2 separate regions of the Mus musculus genome follow, and region 2 is linked to region 1. Evidence: chromatin contacts called from public promoter capture Hi-C data. All regions are on one chromosome and are shown on one strand. The core of a region is the stretch at or near the end of the contact, and the rest is flanking DNA. Distances in the headings are between cores, read along the strand shown. Region 1 holds the start of Pdzd3 (PDZ domain containing 3). Region 2 holds the start of Treh (trehalase (brush-border membrane glycoprotein)).

Region 1 (3,534 bases), core at 261-2,760:
GTTAGTGGCCACATTGCCCTGTGATGCCACCGCCAGTCTTGCCTCTTCCTCCTCTGATTGTGTTTGCTATGCTGGGGGGTTCTGCCAGCCAGCAGATGTACTGGACAGCTCTCCATCCTGCCTTACGCTCACCTCTGGGCACAGAGTGCCCTCACACTGGTGCTTTCCCAGTCTCAAATGCACAGGATCGATGGCTCCAAGGCTACTAGGGACAAGTGGGCCCACCTTGCTGCTATTAAAAAGCCGTGTGTCTTCCACCCCTGTGGTCTCCACTTCCTTGCCTGGTGCTTCCAAGAAAGGGCTAATCTGGTTTACCTTCTACTGCAGATGGCCCCTGGCCACCAGACTCAGGCAGTAGCGTCCTGTTGCTGGAGTTCTTGGTGTTAATGCCTGGCCACTTGCATCCCCATCAAGCTGAGCTCTGCCACACATGCTCAGTAAGCTAAAAAGAGAATAGTGAAAAGGCAGAGAAGAAGGGCTGGAGAGATGGCTCAGCAGGTTCAGATACGCCTTGCTCTTCCAGAGGACAGTAATTGAATTCCCAGCAACCACATGACGGCAGGGGTGGGGTGGGGTGAGGTAGGGAGTGGGTGGGGATGGGTGGAGGGTAGGGGGTGGGGATGAGTGGGGGGTAGGGAGGTGGGGATGAGTGGGGAGATCCAATACTCTCATGGCCTCTGTGGAGCAACTGTACCTTCTGCCTCTCTCTCTCTCTCTCTGTCTCTCTGTCTCTCTCTCATCACTCTTATTCACACATGCATGCAAACACACACACACACACAAATAAATGAACAAAAATAAAGCTTAGGAAAGCAGAGAAAAGAGATTTGTTTGAGGTGGTCACCCTGGGAAAGAAACAAATAAATAGGTCTGGTGACAATCCCAACCCAAGAGCTCATCTTTCAGGGTGCACCCGTGGACTTTAGTGTGCTGAGCAGTCCCATCAGGACTGAGTGATTGTTCCAGTCCATCCATCCAACTCCGTGGTCTGACAAATTGTCCAAACTTCATGAAACTTCTTCTTGGCAGACAAGTTCTGGCTGGCCTCGGGGCTTCATCTTCTCTCTTGCCCAGTTTAAGATTCCTGAAGGAATTCCAGTCTTTGAGATCCATCGTTTGAATAGTCTGATAGGCAAAAGGAGAGGCTCAAGAATCTTTAGATAACTTTGTTGCTGGAAGGCCCGGGTGTGAGCGCCTGGGATGGGGTTGCTCTTGCTGGGCCTTCGAATTCCTTTAACCCTTCATACCTACTGCCCCCAGCTTGAGATGACAGTAACCTGCTTTTTGTTGTGCATAAGAGCAACTGAGCGTCGTAAGAGGTAGGGCGCAAGACCTGGGGGCAGAAGGAACTTACACTCGCACTTTGCAGAGAATAAGTCCCATTGCTGTTAACCATTACCCCAATGCTTCCTTGCAGCGTCTTCAAGAAGGCGTGACTCGGGAGGGGGCAGGTGGGAGGGTCAGCTGGTTATAATGAACCTTGTCCCTACTCTTAAGTCCTGGGTCAGTGATCCAACTATGGAGGCAGCTGCAGGTAGGAAGTAAGGCGATATCCTTGAAAGGGGACTTTGGGGTGGCGGCAGAGGGGGCAGATTTGGAATCTCTGGGTCTAGAACACACTTGCTATCGGGGCTTGGAGCCCTATAGGAATAGGAATGAGGTGGGCTTATAGATCTATCTTCCTGGCCCACACCTTCTGCTGATAGGCTCAGATTTATGTTCCACAGTACTGGGGGAGGAAAATACAGGGGAGTCAGCACCCGTGTGTGTGTGTGTGTGTGTGTGTGTGTGTGTGTGTGTGTGTGTGTGTGTGTGTGTGTGAAGACAGAGAAGCAGAATGGAAAGGGGTTGGGTTTCTCCTAAACCTTTTTGGTTTTTTATCACGAGAGTCCCGTCTCTGGGTGGGGTGGGGAGTGTGTCTCTCCTCTCACTCTCCTTTGTCCCGCAGATCTTCGGGACACGGCCTTGTTAACTCTGTAAGTAGTCTGAGGGCTGGAGAAGAACAACTGAAGGGGGTGGGGGGGACGACTCTCAGCTGGCAGCAGCACCTAAAGTAGAATCTGGGACCCAAGTCCAGCTCCCAGCACCTCTTATTTGCCTCTCCTGCCTCCTTATAGGAAGTTTAAGTTTAATCCAAGGCTGGGCATTGACAATCCTGTCCTCTCCCTCGCTGAAGACCAGGACCAATCTGGTAACCCCCTCACCCTTGGCAACTGTTTCCTTTCCCTAGAGACACTAGGGTGCCACACAGCCTCCTATCTCCTTGGTAACTGCTAACTGCCTCCCTCTGATATCAGTAACTAAGCAGAAGTAGAGGGGGAAGACATCCCTTTGCTTTAGCCTCCCAGCCCACGCAGAGTTCATTCAGCTATAAAGCCCGCCCTCTCACTGGCTGGAAGCTGACCAGCGCTCTCACAGGAAAGCAGGGTCTGCCAGTCTTTTGATGCCCCTGTACCAGGGCTGTGCCCCCTCCTTCTTTTTTTTTTTTCTGCTACCTGTCTCCTCCTCCAGATCCCTGGAACCTGCACCGGCCTCGCTTTTGTCTGTTGAGCAAGGAGGAGGAAAAGACTTTTGGGTTCCATTTGCAGCAGCATCTAGGCAAGGCTGACCATGTGGTGTGCAGGGTCGATCCGGGCACCTCAGCCCAGCGCCAGGGTCTCCGGGAAGGAGATCGGATCCTAGCGGTGAACAATAATATTGTGGCACATGAGGACCACGCGGTGGTGAGGCTGGGCTGGGACTCCTCGTGGTACAAAAGAACATTCCATAGCACTTCATGGGCCAAGCCTCACTCTCCTCAGACCCCATGATTTGGAGGTACCTAGGGAGAAAGATTGAGTGAAGGCAACTACAGACGTGGGTTTCACAGTGAAAACGCACGTTCTAGGGGATCCTGGGATTTCAGAGGGCCAACCTTTTTCTCCTGTGTCCCCTTTTATAGGTAGTGCGCTACATCCGGGCCAGCGGTCCCCGGGTATTGCTGACAGTCTTGGCACAACACGTGCATGATGTGGCGCGTGTTCTGCAGGGGAGTGACGCTTTCCTCTGTCCTACCCTACCCTCGGGGGTCAGGCCCCGGTTGTGCCATGTAGTAAAAGATGAAGGCGGCTTTGGCTTCAGCGTCACCCACGGTGAGCTTAGGGCCTGCTATGGGTGGGCAGGGTTGGGGAGCTTAGCTTCGGTTCTAGGTAGGCAGCAGGCTGGGACTTACTTTTTCTGCCTTTAGGAAGTCGAGGTCCTTTCTGGTTGGTGCTCAGTGCAGGAGGAGCTGCTGAGAGGGCAGGGGTGCCCCCTGGAGCCAGGCTGCTGGAAGTGAATGGGGCCAGTGTGGAGAAGCTCACATACAACCAGCTCAATAGGAAGGTAGGGCTTCCTGCGGTGACTCCCTACATGAACTCTCCCTCCTTACCCTCTTCTTTTCCCTCTAGTTTGCATGAGGCTTGCCCTCATTCCGGGTCCCCGGGAGGAGCTAGATGCCTGCCTTTCTGTCCCACACAGATGTCCCATGCTTACATTCTTGCTCTGCCCTCACAG
Region 2 (3,534 bases), core at 473-2,972, 420 kb before region 1:
GCCCACGCTAAGCAACAAAGGCAGTCTTATCCCATGAGAAGTGCCAAGGGCTGAGAGACAACTTGCCATGAACCCAGGAGGAAGACCAGATTCCTCAGCACACAGCAAAAAAATGGTGCCGCACAGGTGGCCACGTCGCCAAGTCCCAGAGCCACCTGAGGGAACAGGGTTAAGATATCAGAGTATGCTGCCTGATGGAACTTGGAGCACGCTGGCTATCCTAGGCTAACGCTGACATTTGTGATGGGGACAATAGGCCACCCAATGTCAGCTTAATCTTTGGAGACCTACAGGGGTCTCTGTGAAGGATCTCAAGAAACTCAACATGAAGACTCAGGGGTGACTCCTGGTTGGTACTTTCTGGGCACATCTTCTGGAAGAAGACTGCTGGAAGTTTGAGTTTCTTCTCTCCTGGACTCTACCCTAATACATCTGTGCCTTCAGTGGCTGTTTGGGTTTTTGTTGTTGTTTTTGAGACAGGGACTCTGTGTAGCTCTAGCTGTCCTGTAACTCTCTTTGTAGAGAGTCTACAAGCACACGTGTGACTGTCCAAGTGGACTACTGACATGCTCTCAGGGACAAACAGCGGCACTCATGGTAGGCACTCTGCAAATAGCCCAACAGGACACAAGAGACTGGATGGAAGAGCCACTCTGTGTCCTGCCTACTGGTGAACAAATAAGTCCTGAGGATTATTCCAGATCCTTCCATACTGCACACCTGGGCATCAGTGAGTAAGTCACAGCTCAGTCTTCATGCATCCCTAATCGGCTCCTCAGCCCCACCCCCCAGCCCCAGCCCAGTCCTGCCAAGTCCGCAGGGCTTGGTCTCCTTTCCTTAGAGCTATCTCCACCTCATAGCCTGGTTCTGCTTCTTTCCAGGCCACATGGGACTTTGTGACCCTTGGAGGACACCTCAGAGCCTTTGCCCTGCTCCCTACTTCTGTTTCAAGATGGCTCCTTCCACGTTCCATCGGCCCATTGCATCCTCTGAGACACCCCCTTCTGCTTCCTCCTTGCTTACTTAGCTCCTACCTTCTCTTTGTTCTTCACCATCCTAGGCCTTGTTTTTACCCTTCTTGCAAGAACTGGTGGAGGGAGGGTTCCATGAGTCCGAGTGGAAGAGAGAATGACAGTTCCAGACCCAGGAAGTAGAGTGACCCCCCCCCATCTTTGTATTTGCTGGTAGAAGCTGAGGCTCAGAAGAAAGGATTGACTTGCCCTGGGACACAGAAAGAGCAGCAAGGTAGGCTGAACTTATGTGTAAGTTCTTGACAGGACCTAGACTCCCCTCACGCTAAGCTAGGCAAGCTTTGCTAGAACAGTGAAGAGAACAGCCCTGCTTGGTCCAAGGAGCTGCTTGGCTGGTGAGCTCTGGTCAGCAGCACGGAGGGCAGACATTGGTCAACAGCTCTGGAATTATACATAGGCCTGCCTCAAAGTTCCACCTCGTTCCAACACAGTGAGTTTGGTGTCAGGTTTTGGTCCTTCTACCCCTACAAGCCTGGTTTCTTCCTTCTTTATCCTCTGAGAGGCTGGTCCTCAGAGGGTAAGCTCTCATCCCAGCCTTCCACCCTTGTCTTCCCCCACACACACAGCTTCTCCACCTCCCTACCTCTCACAGGGTGGTGGCAGGGCCTCCTGGGACCTAAGTCCCAGCCCCAGCAGAAGCAGCAGGTGCAGCTCCCAGGTCATCCTGGGCACGGTGCCTAGAACGGAATGAGCAAACCCTGGCACCTCTGGCTTGCTGAACACGGCCTGCCTCACTTGCCTACCCAGGTCAGCCAAAGTCCAGGCTATGAGGTGTGGCCACCTGAGGGGGGAGATGTGTGTTTCAACTTCTTGTGGACTGCTTACCACTTCTGCCCTCCAGCTACAGTGCTCACTACCCCATCAGCCACTTTCTTCCATTTCTCAATTCTAACTGGTATTACATGCTCAGGGACTTTGCTCAGAGTTATATGGGTGGGCACCCAAGGGCCAGGGCCACAACTGAGGTCACCCAAGTATGATTTAGACACTGAGTCTGTGTGTGGCTCCCTAGTCTCTAATGCCAGAAGGGACCATTTCTTTATCACTTAAAACAGAATGGCTCAAGTCTTCTCCAAAGCTTTATCAAACTCCCTGTTATCTACAGGAGACCCTGTGAGGACACAGGACAACCTCTCGGGGATGGATCAGGAAGCCCCACCATAAGATGATGTCTGCACTGAGTCCTGAGGAATAGTCAGGAGGCCATGCCATCACATGAGACATCCAGAGACTTGGTGCAAAAGTTGTGTGACAGGCTGGAGGGACATTTTGGCACCAGTTAGTGAAGAGGTTTTGCCAAGGAGCTGGTGAAATGGCTCAGAGGTTAAGAACATTTGCTGTGAAGAGGTCAGCTCAGGAACTTTGACAAATTCCACCAGACCCCTCCCCTCCTGGAAGAGAAAGTTCATAGAGCACACAGGCACCCCATTCCTCAGACCACAGCAGGGACTAACCACTGACCACCTGCAGATAAGGGAAGCCCAGAGTACAAAGACAGACCATTGGCTGCCCCCACAGACAAGGAAAGCCCTTGCCACCCCATTCCCTAAGGACCAATCAGTTTAAAAGTCACACTGTTCTACCAATCACGTTGTGCCTAGTGGCTGTTGCTCTATTCTACCTCTGAAAGCTGTATAAAAACTGGCCAAACGGGCTGCCCAAGGTTGCTGCCTTTCCTTCAGGTGCAGGAAGACCCCAGTGTACTGGAACAATAAATTCCTCTTGCTTTTGCATCGATCCCTAGCTCCAAGTTGTTCACTGTGGCAGGGGTAGGGGTCCCAGGTAAGCTAAGGCTCGTTAGAGTCTTACATTTGGTGCATGGGCTGGGAATTCGACCTCCTGTGAGGACACACCAGAGAGCCGTGAATCAGAGGTCTCGAGCAGGTACCAAGGTTCTTTCTTGTTTGCCTTGCTGTTTGTCAAAGTCTGAGTCTGTAAGTCTGTTTGAACTTTTGGTTTGCTTGCAAGTGTCGGGGGCTTGGAGAGTTTATGGTATCTGGGGTGGTTAAGTGCAGCTGACAGACGTGCCTTAACATTGAGACTGCTGGGAATTTGGGGGATACTCCAGAGACCCTGAAGGGAACTGGGAGGGCTCCACTCCTTCTGGAAACAGCAAGACAGTATTGGCAGGAGCTGAGTCTTCCTATAATCTGGCTCCTGCTGTACTGGCAGGGACGCCTGGTTTGTCTTGGTGAGGCTGGAGCCAGCCAAGCAACTCTGCTCTGCGTCCATGGAAGGGACGAACTGTCTGTAACTGTGACCATGAAAGGGATGAACTGTGTGTTGATTGTCTTTCTCTGTGTTTGTTGGTGTTGGTTACCTCATTCTATGTTCTTGGACTTGGACTGACGACATCTTTGGACATTGGACAGACCGAATCTACCTTGTTAAACATTCTAGTTAATCACTGGAGGGAAGTTAGGAAAAGAAGAGAAGAGCAAGTTTAACTGACTCTGTTCTCAGAATGGCCCACTTTTGGAGTAAGGGGGCCACCTGTAGGGAC

What was found. Capture Hi-C pulls out chosen DNA fragments and counts their contacts.
Region 2: a contact with region 1 is called in a promoter capture Hi-C map of adipose tissue. The contact joins the promoter of Treh here to the promoter of Pdzd3 in region 1. A contact is called at or near these places in 2 of 39 promoter capture datasets (hematopoietic stem and progenitor cells and liver) and 3 of 9 other capture datasets (adipose tissue, liver and macrophages).

The regions. Positions count from the first base shown.
Region 1 is chr9:44,249,440-44,252,973 of GRCm38.p6, reverse strand. It overlaps Pdzd3 (PDZ domain containing 3), which reads left to right and starts at 1,510. Exons shown (of 11, transcript NM_133226.2): 1 at 1,510-1,534; 2 at 1,949-1,976; 3 at 2,118-2,191; 4 at 2,512-2,723; 5 at 2,942-3,131; 6 at 3,227-3,363. The coding sequence starts at 1,519. It overlaps Nlrx1 (NLR family member X1), which reads left to right. Exons shown (of 10, transcript NM_001163743.1): 10 at 1-261.
Region 2 is chr9:44,671,421-44,674,954 of GRCm38.p6, reverse strand. Treh (trehalase (brush-border membrane glycoprotein)) reads right to left here and starts at 1,722. Exons shown (of 15, transcript NM_021481.3): 1 at 1,615-1,722. The coding sequence starts at 1,694. BC049987 (cDNA sequence BC049987) reads left to right here and starts at 2,695. Exons shown (of 2, transcript NR_165440.1): 1 at 2,695-2,813.